Regions from separate parts of the Mus musculus genome. Here region 1 is linked to region 2. The links are chromatin contacts, called in public HiChIP or PLAC-seq maps. All regions are on one chromosome and are shown on one strand. Each heading gives the region's core, a stretch centred on a gene start, on an enhancer-like site or on the middle of the called end of the contact. The rest is flanking DNA. Distances are from core to core; before and after follow the strand shown. Region 1 holds the start of 4632427E13Rik (RIKEN cDNA 4632427E13 gene). Region 2 has its middle 30 kb from the start of Pcf11.

Region 1 (7,416 bases), core at 309-2,808, 43 kb before region 2:
ACTGGCCCCATCTGTTCCGGAGCCAGCCAGCTGTTTATCTCAAAGGAACATATTTATTGCAGCGTTCATCCCTGTAACTCTTAAGAGGAGAGCCAGCATCATACAAGTCAGAATGTTGCCTGCCTTATTAAACGTGTCAGTTCGTTGGAAAACAAAATTCAAACAAACAGCACACTACCACGCTCCCTAGTTTCCCAGGTCAGGTTCTCTGTCCTTGGATACCTTTCATTAAAGTCCAGTAACGGGGTGACACAACATTCAACTTTTCCTTCCCCTAAAGTGTTAAAAAGAAAAAGAACAAGAAAGCACCCAGGTTCCTAATCGATTCCGTCTGCAAACCGTTATTTCTGAGTGGAGACTAAGCCTCAGAAACGGCAGCTTGTTACAGTACCATTGTCAGTGGCAAGAGCCTATCGCGATGTAATTTAAAACACTCACACAAGCACAAATTCTACTTCCAAACCATCCCGAATCCCGCAGTCGGGAGAACACAAAAAAATGAAAACGCTTAACAAAAATGCAGCTTCTAGCAGCCGAAGAGATCCTTCCCTAGACACGTGAAATATTTCTGACTGGCACGGAGTGCACCATTAAAGGACACTGTCACCTCAAATCAGCAGGAAAAGGCGAGACAAACGACACAAACATACAAACATAAAATAAAGCCCTACGAAACTTAAGCGACTCAAGAGAAACCTGCTCATCTTAAAAATAGTGTGTGCTAGTCCAAGCGACACAAATGTTCTCAAGAAGTACGGCCACATTAAATTACTGTCTCCATTTCTCCCCACACATCACCCTTTCCCACTCAAACCTCAGCACTGGGGTCGTGGAATGACAGGACTGCAGTCCCCCACCTTTGCCCTCCTCGTGTTTTCCAAGTGCACTTCCCAACATCCTTCCCAGCCCAGCCCCCTCTCCTAGCCTTAAAAAGGTTAAAGGGAGTTGAAGCAAGGAAATTGGCAGGCACCAGTCCTCTGGCGGGGGCAGGTTGCAGGAGTTGTTCTTTGCAGTGACCCAAATTGCACAGAGCTATTTAGCTCTTAGCAGCGCCGGTGAGAACCTCCCGAATCCATACCCCCATTCCCGGCCCCATCTTCTCAAAAGAAAGCCTTGAGAACTAAGCGGGAGGGATAACTTGGGAAAACGATTTGAATAAATCACTTCAACTCACCTGGTTTGGGATTTTTCTCCCCACCCCAGGCATAAAAAGAAATGATATACGAATGAGTCACGCACGCAAGAGAAGGTGCTGCGGTGTCCTAAGTCCAAGGACTGGAGTCAGTCCCTGCCCTGGTCCTGCTGCTACTCAGGGCTCAGCTGGAGCGAGCGGCAATAGCGAGCCCAGCAGCAGCAGCGGGGGGGCGGGGGGTGGATAGACCGTAGCACAATGAATGCAGTAGGGTTTTGCAATGACATCATCCCTCTGTCCGAGCGGCCCCAATAGCCATGCTCCAGAGCTGTGCACTCTGGGATCTGTAGTCCTTTGAAGTCCGGGAGCGACGTAGAGGCTACAGCTGGAACTACAATACCCAGGATGCTCTGGTCAGAGCGCCCAGAGAAGAACTGGACCGGCCGCCATGTTGGAGCCCTGGAGCTGCGGCGAGCCGAGGTTTCGAGGGGCTCGTGGAGCCGAAAGGTGGCATGGTGAGAATGGTGAGGCTAGGATGTAGAACTTGATAGCCTCGCGCACCGGCTAGGACTGAACGGAGGCTACACTGGGGACCTTCAGGGCTGTCGAGCCAGAAATGCCATCGCGAGTCGGAGTGAACCGCAACCCGCTGGGGTTGCACAAGGCCTCGCCACCCCGGGACACAGGGAGTCGCTTTACTGAGCGTGGAGAAACCCTTAGACTTCCTGGGGAGACTCTCTGGGCAAAATGTGTCTTTGTTGTGGTGTGGGGACTCGGGACGACGGGCCTCGCGCCTGTAAGACGAAAAGCTCGCGTGCACCCTGTGAGTGGAGCTAAACCTAGGTTATTTTTATTTATTTATTTTTTGCCTTGTCATTTTTCTTAATCCCTCATGATCATTTCCTCAGGTGTCAGACCCCTGCTCCCACCACTGAATTTTCGTTCGGTCGTGAATTGCAAAGGGCCTCAAAGAAATCCTTTGCTAGATAATGTGATCGCGAAGGGTTGTGGAGCTTGGCCCTGAAACTGACAAAGGAAGGATCTACCAAAAGAAGTTAGCACCTAACCTTTCTTACCCCACCAGCGAACGTAAACGACATTGAAAAGGGACTGCAAGTGAGCAGTCTTTCTCGACTAACGCTAAATGAACTGTGCTAAAATACTGCGTATATTCGAAGTTGATAACTGTGGAAAACTTCCCTTTTCTTTTGTTACCTATATTGTGCAAAATAATGTGTTTTGTTGTGACATCTTCGTGCAGATAACGTTAGTTAACACATCATCCCCTTCCCTTAACCACTTGGTACCCTTACCGATGAAAATACATTCAGAATACTTAAAGAACTTTTGAGCCTATTTGCTCAGCATCTCAACACCTTTTCTCCAGTAACTCAAACAGTACTGTGTGTTTGTTTTTCAGGTTCTGAAGTTCACTATAGAAAGATGCCAAAAGACCTACTGAGGGTCTCTGAAAAGTTAAAAATGCTGATATGCGTAATTTGAGTGTTTTATTTTTCCCCTCCTGAGCTTTTCGAAGGAGATGGCTAGCTCGGTGGTGAGGATTCCCACAGCACAGTCAAGACCCTGGATTGTATCCCTAGCACTGGTCTGTTTGCATCAGTGAAAATATATACGGTGCCTCTGTTAGAAATTAATAAAGTTCCAGTAGGTCTTCCTTTCAAAAAGCTAGGCAGGCTGCTTTTTAAATTTCCAAAACACAACAGGAACCTTCAAAGATATATGGAGATGATGGTACTTAAAAAGGACGTTTTTTCAAAGATTGGCTTGTGGTGTGAGAAGCAGCCACAGAAGTGGCAGATGCCATTCTTGTGGATTCAGCAACGTGAAGCCTCAGAAATACTACGCTCTTCTGCTTGTAATGTTGGTAAGTACCAGAAGGAACCAATAGCTACCATTTTCTTTCTGTCCTTTGATGGAAATGTAGAAATGGTTCAAGCTAATGAATCTTTGTTTATATGAGCAGTAACCTTCGTTTGAGTTATGTGGAAGACTGATTTATTGAAAGAAAATAACAGGATGGGTGAAAATAGTGTGGAAAATGGGGGTGATATAATGTAATGGCTTCTATAATTTGTACGTGATTGAGTACTTTGAAGTATTTTAGCCTTCTCTATAGTGGGTAGTCAACCATAAATGCATGGAAAAAATATCAGTGTCTTTAGAAAGACTAAAAATTAAGTCTCAACTTTCACAGGAAAAAAATTCCATATTTAGAAAGTTAAGGGAAAACATTTTACCAGAAAAAAAAAAAAGTATCTTTAAGACCTCCTCTTTGATTATGGTAAATACCATACTCCCCATTTCTTCAAGTTGGCACAGATAGGCACACCATTAGATTTGCCAAATATGGTTTGGGGAGTTTTTAGGGGTTTTTGTCCCCCTCGGAGCAAATCTTTACTTCATTTTGGATAATAAAAAAACTAAAATTTTTCGTAGTTTAGGCGTTCTTTCACGTAGATTTTTGCTGCTGGATTTCCTGCATGGCTTAAGGTAAATGGAACAACTGTCTCTCAAAATTTGAAATCTAAATGACATCAGATTTATATTAATTAATGGCCATCTAGAAAAGCAAGCTTTATCTTACCATCTTATTTCTCAGATTTTAGCAGGCTCGGATAATTAAAGGGCACTAGAAAACATGTCTTTGCAAGGATATATGCTGATAAACTATATGTGTTAATGAATATAGCCATTTCCAGAAATTTAGGTATGCAGAGATGCTCAACTGTAACCATTTATGTAAGTAGGTATACATTCATAGTCTTTAAGAATTTTTGATGATGCTGTGTGTGTGTATATGGTCTTGTTATAAACTGTAATCCTGAGTTGTATCTCTTTTTTTATACGCAGCTTTATTGAAATGAAATTCACATATGCCCTTCACCTACATAAAGGGTGCAGTCCAATGGGTTTTAGTTTGCTCAGAGTTTGGGCAATCAACACAATTATACAAAAAACAAACAAACAACAACAAAAAAATGCAAAACCATGCTTGTAAGTATAAGGAAATAATTGGGGAAGGATTTTTGCCTTCTAAAGTGGTAATACAAAGCTTATTGTGGGTAATATCTTAGAGTACTTCAATTACAGTTGCAATACTGTAAGTAAATAGCATGTTCCTTGTATGTACTAAGTGGCCTTTACTGGAAACATACTATTTTGTAACATAGGTTACTGGCAATTACGTGTCACAGCACTGTCACAGCTGAGAATTCTTTAAGAGTGATGCATACTTACATTGATTGCTTTCTTTTTCTGTAGGATTATCATGCTGGGCATTATGCCTTCCTTGACTGTAGTCCCTGAGCCTAGTCCATGCTCAGTGTTCATGCTTAGTCTTTCTAAACCTTGGCTTCCTTTTTGCTTTTGAGAGGGTTCCTGAGCTTTTTGTTTCCCAAACTGGCATTGTTCCCCGTGAAGGCTAAGATTTGTTATTTTCATAAAAACTCCAAATTAATATAGTGAAGAGTCAACACATTTCAGGGTTTAAGGAATGAATGGAATAGAGAAAAGCAGGTACCAAATGAAGAGGTTTGAATCTCTGAAAGATAAATGTTTGTAGGGGCAGGCAGAATTAAAAGGGTTTATTTTAAATGTTAGAAGCAACAGCCTACTTACTTTTAAAGATTTATATGCTTGGGTATTTGCTGTCACGTATGTGCCTGCTAGGGTGCCCACAGAGGTCAGAAGAGAGCCTCAGATTGCCCTGGAACTAGAGGTTGTTTTGAGCCGCCATGTGGATGTTGGAAACTGAACTTGATCCTTTGCAAAAGCAACAAGTTCTCTTAACCACTGAGCCGTCTCTATCCTCGCACAACTTTCTAAATCCCCTCTTAGAAACTAAAGGCCAGTCCTAACTCAGTGCACAGTGATCATGTCCTCAAGGAATCTGAGGACATTTAAACTTAAACTCTCCTGGGAAACCCAGCCAAAAAGGCAAAGAAAAGGATCTCTGAAATACTTTTACAGTAATTTTCTTGTATAATACCCAGTGGTTTGGGTTTCTTTCTAAAACCCAGCACTGTGGAAGTAGAAACAGGGAAACTGTGACTTGGAGCCCAGCCTGGACTATGTGGGGAATTCCTGTCCAACCACAGGAAATTTTTTCATTGAATTCTTTGTCTTTTCATGATTGCCATTTTCTTTCAAGTCTTGGCTGCCTGCATGACCAAACTTGTGTTTTGTGAATTTTTTATGACACTACTCAAAAAAGAAAAGAAAAAAAAAGGACATAAGCAGGGTATTTACACTTCATTAATGCACACCAAACCCAACTGGGATCTTTAAAACCGTGATTGGAGAGGGTTAAAATTCAGTGAACGCGACTGCTCTCTGTTACTGACGAGAGAAATGCATAATGATTGAATTTGTTAGATTACTTTTGTGGGAAATGTGTGGTTGTACAGATACAAAAGATGCAAAAGGAGAGAAGCAACTGAGAGGCAGTATAGCCCTCTGTAAATGTCATAAATCCAAGTCTAACAATTAGGAATCAAATTTTACATTGCCTGAAGTTATTCTCATCTCATTACTTGCCTGTTTTCTCTAGAGATTTAACTAGAAAGATAAATGAAGAAAAAACAGCAAAGACAGTAAGAGTTCTATAAAATGAAAAACTAGAAATCAAGGTTCAAAAGACAGTTGGCCTGCACATATATACATACCTTCCCCTACCACCACCTTTTTTTTTTTCCCCAGAGACAGATTCTCTTTATAGCTCTGGCTGTCCTGGGGCTATCTGAGAAAACAGGCTGGCCTCAAACTGATCTACCTTGCCACCCTTTTTTCTCTGCTAAGCTAATTAGGTAACTAATTAATACTTGAGCAATGATCCAGAATAAATTTCAAGTAACTTAAGTAGAAATAAGTTGTTTTTTCTTTGAGACAGGATCTTTCTACGTAGCCTTGCCTGGCTGCTCTAGAACTTACTGTGTAGACCAGGCTGGCCTTAAACTCACAGAGATCCCCCTGCCTCTACCTCCCTAGTGCTGGGGTTATAGGCATGCACCGCATGTACTATGCTGATACAAAATGAGTTCCTGATAGCCTGCCATAGTTGAGGTAAGTAAATTTTTAGAGGATACTTCAGTACTATGACAGAATTGTCTTTAAAAGTATTTGACCATGTGGGAAGTGATTCCTGTGTGATAAAATACACATGTCAAATTAAAGTGTTTGTGAAGCCATTTCTTCTGTACACCTGTGGTCATGACTGATCAGAAAGTTGATTTTGTCATTTAGTATAGGCTTTATCAATAGAAGAATGTGTTTGTTTGAGTCTCACTTTAATATAATGTTGACATTCATTCTGGGATTTTACTGGTATAAAAATTATATGCCTACTTCATTGAGTTTTCCAAAGAATTAAGGAAGTATATGAAAAGTGCTTAATGTTCCCAAAGGCAGTGTTGTGTATGATCTTAGAACACAAACTGAGGGGAAAACAATCTTTTTCACTAAGATTCACTAAATACTAAAAGTTACCACTTTTAAGCATTAAAAATTGAATTTCCTTATTATAAATCTGTGTTCTTTCAGTTTTAACTGCCATCAATACTATATTTAGTAATACCCTATATAATATGTAAAATCTCTACATACACAATTTGCAGTTATCCGAAAGACTTACATTGACAATTGGAATGAGAGTATCTGAATAATAGAACTACCCATTTGGGAGATAGGATGTACACATACCTAAAGTTGTGCTGGTAGGCGGTCTGCTTAAAGAATGGCAAGTATATGAGAACTCCAAAATCCAAAATGGAAACAAGACTGTTAGTGTCGAGACCCTCCACTGTTGCACTGACTATGATGTCAGTTTAGAGGAGGGAGGTCTGAATCAGATCTTAATTTTAAAATGTTCTTAGCACATCACCAAGTTCAGTACTAAGAGAGACAATTAGACCCATCTCTTGAATTCAAGGCCAGTAGGGACTACATAATGAGATCCTGTCTCACAAAACAACAGAAAACACCAACATGAGTCATTTGAAGAATATTGTCCAACCACATAAGTGTTTAGATCCAATATATAGTTAGTTTAGGGAAATTGTAAATCACGGGGTTTATTAATGTGTCATTAAAACAAAGGTGTTGCCAGGCAGTGGTAGCGCATGTCTTTAATCCCAGCACTTTGGAGGCAGAATCAGGATTTCTGAGTTCAAGGCCAGCCTGGTCTACAGAGTGAGTTCCAGGACAGCCAGGGCTACACAGAGAAACCCTGTCTCGGGGAGGAAAAACAAAACAAACAAAAAAAAGGT
Region 2 (7,554 bases), core at 3,081-5,580:
CTAGGCAAATATTAAAACATGAAGATGCTTGAGCTTAAAAAAATAATTAGTAGCCTCCTATTTGCTGATCAGGGTACTGATTCTTTATGCCTCACAGGCATTGTGGGTGTGGAGATGGAGTAAGAATGGCTTATTGTCTATCTACTTCTATCTGTTTGAAGAGCATGACCAGAGCCTCACACAGCTAAGTAGTCAATGAATGTCCTCAGTAGATATTTGTTAATCACCTGAATAGAGAGGATGAGCACACAGGGATCCTGCTCTGGATCTTCCCAGTCAGGAGCAGTGGCAGCTCCCATGCCTGCCCTGGCTCCCTGGCTCCCATGCCTGCCCTGGCTCCCTGGCTCCATGCCTGCCCTGGCTCCCATGCCTGCCCTGGCTCCCTGGCTCCTATGCCTGCCCTGGCTCCCTTGCTCCCATGCCTGCCCTGACTCCCATGCCTGTCCTGGCTCCCTGGTTCCCTTGCTACTTCCTTCTTCATCTGAAAGCTTCCTGAACATAGTCTCAGGGCCTGCCATACTGAAGGTGAGGAAACAAGAAAACAGAACAAAACAACACCTCTGAGCTTTGCTTGAGCCGTCACCCCTGGAAATTTCAAAGTACAAAAACCAGGTCATTTGCACCTAATTGAGAATGGTGGTAGACTGCTTATGAAAAGTAGTCACAAACTCTGTCTTGGATGAGCAGTCTCATAGTTGCTGTATAAAAGAACATGTTGAAAGCCTGAAAGAATTCACAACTAAGCTTTGGAAAGTATGTTACTTTCAACAGTCATGTTTTGACCTTAAGCAGAAATAGAAGCCGGGCAGTAGTGGCACGTGCCTTTAATCCCAGCACCTGGGAGGCAGAGGCAGGTGGATTTCTGAGTTCGAGGCCAGCCTGGTCTACCGAGTGAGTTCCAGGTCAGCTAGGGCAACACAGAGAGACCCTGTCTCAAAAAACAAAAAACAAACAAACAAACAAAAAGCAGAATAGAATGAATTTAGAAGTTAATTTTAAGGGGCAGAAGAGATGGCCCAGCAGTAAAGAGCACTGGCTTTTCTTCCCAAGGACCTGGGTTTGATTCCCAGCACCCACCCACACACCAGCTAACTCTAGTTCCAAGGGATTCAACATCCTTTTCTGGCCTCTGAGTGTACCAGGCATGCAGATAGTACACAAATATACATTTACCCAAAACACTCGTACACATAATAATAAAAAAAAATAGGTACCTTTAAGAGAAAGGTTAATTTGCAAATGTTTGTTCTTGGTCAACAGTAAAACAAATCCCAAATGTCGGAGTTGTTAGAGAATCATAATACTGTTGTTTTAATGAGGGAATGAGGAGAAAGAAGAAGGAGAAACAACAAAAACCAAATTTTACTTGAAATATACTGCAATGGAACCTAACCGTTGTATGCCAGTAATTAATAAATTTGTTTTAAGTGAAAGCATGCTGTCATTTTGTGAATCCTGCAAGCAAAGGCAAATCACATACAAGGAGGAAACTGAAGAGTTAGGGGTTGAGTTGGACTATATTTATATATCATGTTTTGCCTGCATAGATGTCTGTTCACCATGTATATGCTTGGTGCCTGAAAAAGCCAGAAAGGGGCTCCCGTTCTTTTAGAATCAGATTTTCAGACAGTTGTGAGCTATCTTGTGCATTCTAGGAATCCAGACTGGGTCCTCTGCAAGAACGGCCAGTGTTCTTAACTGATGAGCTAACCCTCCAGCCTTCAGAATGCTAACATTCTAATCTAATAGATTACTGGCATATGAGACTGAGCAAGTCACACAAACATGCGCACGCGCGCACGCACAAACACACACACACACACACACAAAACTATGTATTGACACATACTCATGTACATATGATCATAGTGATGATTAGATGGTTAGTATAAATTATTTGTCACAATGATGTATATGTTTAGTGCATAGTTTTTATGACCAGAAAAAGATGGCAAGGCATAGGGGTCATACCCCTTGACAATAATTTCTTATGTCCAAGGGGTCCCAAATGATTCCCAAAACAGATTTTTTTGGTATGTTTACAACAAGTTGTTTAAAAGGCAAACAGTATTGAATCAGAGAAGGAATAATTTAGGATTAGAAAAACATAAGCCCCAAGTCCTGATCTGAACACTTTTAGGTAATGTAAACTTGATCTAGTGATTTATCATGTTTGAGATTTGGGTTCCCCATCTGAAATATAATAATTCCCAACATTCTTTTTTTTTTTTTAACAGTGAGAGATATAGTATGAATTACTACCCTTTATAAATTGTTGGCATGCTTTAAAAAACAATAGTGGGCCCTTTAGTTCCTGGCCCTGTAATAGTCCCGCACTGGAAAAAGGGCTCTAAGGTAAGGGACCAGGATTCCTATCAAGTGGGCCGTCGGGGCCCCAACACCTCAGCACCAAACATGTCCAATACCAGGCTGCTGACCTGCAGCTGGAAGGGAAGATGACAGGAGGAAGTTCTCCACAACAGTCCAAGGTCTACCAGCAAGGAATGTTTTTCATCCTGGTCCCCCAAACTCACTTGTACCTTTTCTAGCAGAAGAACTCCTTCTAATAAGGAATTTAAGAACTTGAAGGAAAGAGATCTGGAGAAAAACAATCCTGTTCAGCATTTTTTCCCAGAAGATACCATGAGTCTTCCTTATCTCAAGTATATAATTGGCTTGTTTCAAGAGAGCTGCTCACAGCAGCTCTGGGGTATCCAGAAAGAACGTTGGAGTGACTCAAGGCTTGCCCCAACCCCCTGTTATTTAATTAATGTGTGGTCTTCCATTGATTGCTACTTCCTTTGAACTATAGATGCTTCTTGAAGCTAAATAGAGTCATTAACCCAGAAATGCCTTCTCCTTTTCCGCTTCCCCATTTTCTTTTCCTCCTGCCCCCCACACCCTGCATCCTCAATTTAGTTCATTTTTGTAATCTCAAGAGAAAGATGAGTTAGTGTTTGGTGAAAAGTGAAGTTCTGAATCCCTGTAAAAATGGAAACATACACCCCCAAGGAATGGGCAGGTATCAGTTCACAGAGCAACATGGGCTGCACTCAGCCTGCCTGCCACCGCTGATAGGCAGCTGGATGTAGCATCAGGTATGTTGTTGAGTTGTCATCGTCCATAAGACATCCTGTAAGAAAGCAATCTTGGTTCTCACATAAAAGGATCTAGATGGAAAAGAAATAGCCTTCAATAGACTTTCAAGAATCTGACAAGATCAATTAGTAATGCCACAATGTGCTAAGGTGCCCTGAAGTGCTAAGCAGTCTGTGGTAACTGAGAGCCCTGGGTGTCCTGTGACAACTAGCCTCTCATTAAAACTCAGCCAATGGTCGGCTGAGGTCAGGTCCATACCCTACCATTGTGCTCCTTGTAGGGAGTGATGGCCTTGTTCTATAGGGTCTCTTCGTTCTTCTTAAGAATCTCTTGGTACTTGAGGTCACTGTGGTTCAGTAAGTGGCCAAGGAGCTGTAAAAAGCTGTACAGGGTGACTGTGCTATTGATGCTGCTGAAAGACCAGCTTACCTTAACAGCAGTGGTAGTTGCCTCTCTATAGCCACTAGGAATACTCCCTAAGAACCTTCACGAGCTGGGTGATGTTCTGAATGGTCCAGAGGTTCACCTTGGACTTATTCTCTGTGGCTGAGTAATGCCTGTAGTGTTGCTTGCTGGAGTTAAAGTCAAGGTTGTACATAGCTGCCTGTGGGCAGTGTCTCTCTGACTTATCTGACAGGTTATGTTGTCTTAGACCACATTATTAAGATGGCAGAACAAACACCTCCAGGGCCTTGCAGAATGTTGGCCCAGTCCTCAGCAAGCTGCTGGCTTCCAATGCCTTGGGTACACTACACACTGCCACACACATTAGGCCCAAATAGAAACAATATTTGCCAAAATAACCTACACCTGAACAGGCACTAATGTGCTAGATTTCACCCACTTGATGAAGAACATTCTAACTTATATGGTGTGTTAACTATCACAATATATTATACAGGCCTATTATATTTAGGAGATTAAATCCCTACCTCCACCCATCCCCCAAAAATGGTGGTATCTGTTTCTGCATTTTGAATTGTTAGAGAGCCTGGAATTCCAGCCCACAGATTACTGGAGCATATTTCAGGCTGTGGAAGGTAGCCCGTCTCACCACTTGTCATGTGTCTATTCACCCAATGAGAAGAGACTAAGTCTAGCTCGGTGACCCGGTGAGTTTACTGGGTTTCCTTACAGGACCATGGTGACTCAGAGATCCACACCACTGAAAAGCTCCTCCCCTGGATGAGTGACAAAGCTCCGGTGCTGCATACAGGTCAGCTGACTTAAGAGTCAGTGCTCCCAGCAATTGTTTGCCACTAATATATAGCCACAGGGGAGGAGCCTTATGAGACCTGTAACCCTCGGAGCTTCCTGAGTCATTGGAGCTTTGTGAGTCCTGTGGGCCTTCTTCCTCCTTCCAGGAGGGAAGCTCTCAACTTGGTGGAAATTACTTTGTGAAGCAAACATACAGCCATGTGAGAGGTGACACGTTCACCAGAGAGTCTGTTCTTAGTGCCTGCTCATTTCCCACAGTGGAATGCTCCTCCATTCCACTTCTCTAGCCTCTCTTCCCACACCATCTTTGTTTGATGGTTGGCTTAGAGGAATTACTTTCAGACTCATTCTAAGTTTCTGGCAGAATATCCCCAAAGTGTCCAGTTGGGGCCAGGTACTGTAACACTCAAAACAGATCCCAGCGCCCCAGCAGATCTCTATGAGTTTGAGGCTAGCCTGGCCAATCAGGACTTGGTGAGACCATGTCTGGAAAAACAAAACAAGTTGATAAACTCTTTTATATCATGTTTCTTCTTACTTTATTGGTAGCTTCTCTTCCTTAGGAAGTTGACATTTCCTTCTGTCTTCACCTCCCAAATTTCAGCAATCTCTAGTACAACTATAATAGCTTGAGAGACTTCAACAATCTCCCATATAGAGGGCAAAGTCATATTTGAATATATCAGAGAAACAGCAGCTCTTTGGTCCCATAGAACATTTTGATCTCTTGTTTTTCTCTGTTTGTGGGACGGTTTGTTTGTTTGTTTGTCTGTTTTGTTTTGTTTTGTTTTGTTTTGTTTGGGACAAGAACTTGCTAGTGGCCCTGGCTGACCTGAAATTCATCGTGAATTTCTTGAATTAGCAAAGATCCTCTTTGTTTCTGTCTCATGAGTACGGGGAACGCATCCCAACAGCAGATGTGGGTTATATGCACAATGAGACAAGACAGAAAGACAGGGAACATTAAAGGGGTGTGAGAAGAGAAGGGAGTCCCCACCCTTGAGTCTACTTGGACTCACCAAGGATCACCAGCATGGAGAGGTGGCTCTGCAGGTAAGATTACTTACTGCTCTTTACAGAGGACCCGAGTATAGTTCTCAGAACCACATCAGACAGATGACAACTAATTGTAACTCCAGCTTCATGGGATCTGAAATCACGTGTAACACATGTGGGAATTCATGTGTTTGTGCGCACACACACAAATAAATAATGTTTCTTTTTTAAAAAAGAAGTCCAGCACAATTAAAATTTTCTGTGAACTTCGCCTATACAGGGATGATATTCTTTTTATGTAGAGCTGATTTTAATGATAATTTGAAGTAGCAATGGAGGCCTAGTCATCCCTCATCTCTTTCCCCAGCTGTAGACCTGTAATTTTCTAAGGAGTCTCACAGGAAGTCCCATCATAGGAAAAGCCATGTCTCAGCATTCTCACAACGCCTGTCTTTTTACCTTTTCATATTGAAATCCTGACTAAGGCACTACTAAAGTCATCCCATAATCCATTGTTATAAGATGGGGAAAAAGAGAAGAAAGTTTCTTTTCTCTTTCATATGTAACTTGAAGGCCACCAAACTTGTGTATGTGACGAATGCTAAGATAGTCATGGCTGTTTTTGAGAAGCCCACATGAAACCTGGACTCCGTCTTATGCTTTCCTCCCTCTTTCTAATACTCTTCATGCTTAAGTAGATATTTAAAAATCTCCTCTCTGTAAACTTCAACTGTACCTGGCCTATCCTGAAGTTCTTTTCCATGGCAGAGAAGAACCCTGGCCTGGGGCTTAAGAGATTTTAAGTGATTACAAGCTGGTACTATTCTTTCAGGGAACCCAAGTTTAATACCCAGCACCCACATTGGGTAGTTCATGATTGCTGCAGGGATCTGATGCTTCTAACCTCCTTGGGCACATAGGCACACACACTAATAATAATAATAATAATAATAATAATAATAATAATAATAATAAATATACTGGGCAGTGGTGACACACATTTTTAATCCCAGCACTCTGAAGGCAGAGGCAGACAGATCTCTGAGTTCAAACATCAGATTGGACTACACAGTGAGTTCCAGGACAGCCAGGGCTACACAGGGAAATCCTACCTTGAAAAAGCTAAAACAAATGAATAGTAATAATGATGATAATAACAATAAATGAGAGAGAGAGAGAGAGAGGGAGAGGGAGAGAGAGAGAGAGGGAGGGCGAGAGAGAGCGAGTGAGCGCATGTGAACATGGATCCTGGCTTCAAGTGACTAGAGGTCACTGAATAGAATTCCTTAGGCCACTACAAGCAGTTGCCCAGGGCAGCAGTTTCTTCACATACCACTGCTGCTGACTGATCCAAAGCTTTTTTGTTGTTTATATGAAATTCAAATTCAACTGAGTGTCTGTGTTTGTTTTGGCAACTTCAGTCACAAGGTCTCACCCCCAGCACTAACTTGGACAAGGAGGTTGTCATTTACCAGAATTATGCCTTTTAAGGCTCTGTCTTCATTAATTGGTCCATCCTCAAGCATTCCTAAGGAGAAAGAAAGCTGCCTTTTCTCCCTTCCACTAGCGGCCTTGGCTTAGAGTCACGAACTGGGGGAGAAGCATCATGGCCCCCCGGGGGTTCCAGCTCAATCTCAAGTTTCGGACATATATCCGGGGAGTTGCTCTCCCCTTGACTCTGGGTTGGCTTGTGGGCATCCCCTTGCAATCAGAGCATCAGACGCTGTGCTTAGGTTTCCTTGTTCCTGTTGCATCTTTCTTGAAATCAGTCTGTTCTCACAAACCTCCCTGCTGCCGCCACTGAAACTGAAGCCTCACATCCTTTTGCAACCTCTTTAGCCTCTTTTCTTTTGAGTGCCTCTCAGTGTAGGTTGTAAAGCCTGGATTTGTTCTTGTTGCAGTTGTTCCGTGATTTTGATTACAGGAACATTTATTTTGGCTCTGCCTCCTCCATTTCACTTCTCTAGCCAGCAGTCCCAATTGAATATGTCATCACCCGGGGCCCGGGTTGCAGCACCCTACCTCTTTCAGGTCCCTGCATTTGTTCAATGCCTAGCAAACCTATCCTTATGTGGTGTTCATTTCCCAAATGGGATTCTCTTATGAGACCAGCTGCAATAAACCTATATTTTCTGTTGGACAATCAATAATCAGCTCTATGGCCCCACTCTCAAAACTCCAAACCCTATCTTCTTTCTCCCTGTCTAACTTTCCTGGACCCACATTATCAAATTTCTCTGG

What was found. HiChIP or PLAC-seq counts read pairs in DNA pulled down with a chosen protein or histone mark.
Region 1: a CTCF HiChIP or PLAC-seq map of the NIH/3T3 cell line shows a contact between it and region 2, with 28 read pairs. The contact joins the promoter of 4632427E13Rik here to the enhancer-like site in region 2. A contact is called at or near these places in 5 of 39 promoter capture datasets (the C10 cell line, liver, macrophages and 2 more), 1 of 15 datasets of contacts at CTCF or cohesin (the NIH/3T3 cell line), 2 of 484 Hi-C or Micro-C datasets (bone marrow-derived macrophages and nephron progenitors), 7 of 115 datasets of contacts at active chromatin or transcription factors (embryonic fibroblasts, embryonic stem cells, intestinal crypt epithelium and 2 more) and 3 of 9 other capture datasets (adipose tissue, liver and pancreatic islet).

What each region holds. Positions count from the first base shown.
Region 1 is chr7:92,735,601-92,743,016 of GRCm38.p6, reverse strand. It overlaps 4632427E13Rik (RIKEN cDNA 4632427E13 gene), which reads left to right and starts at 1,558. Exons shown (of 2, transcript NR_015510.1): 1 at 1,558-1,955; 2 at 2,041-2,311. It overlaps Rab30 (RAB30, member RAS oncogene family), which reads right to left and starts at 1,303. Exons shown (of 5, transcript NM_029494.2): 1 at 1,175-1,303.
Region 2 is chr7:92,695,702-92,703,255 of GRCm38.p6, reverse strand. It overlaps the pseudogene Gm2551. Among named protein-coding and RNA genes, the nearest start is that of Pcf11, 30 kb to the right of the region's middle. Within about 2 kb of position 4,330, at least 43 of the 459 cell types and tissues checked have an H3K27ac peak or open chromatin away from gene starts, as enhancers often do. A contact at or near this core is called in the NIH/3T3 cell line, bone marrow-derived macrophages and intestinal villus epithelium, where this site is marked.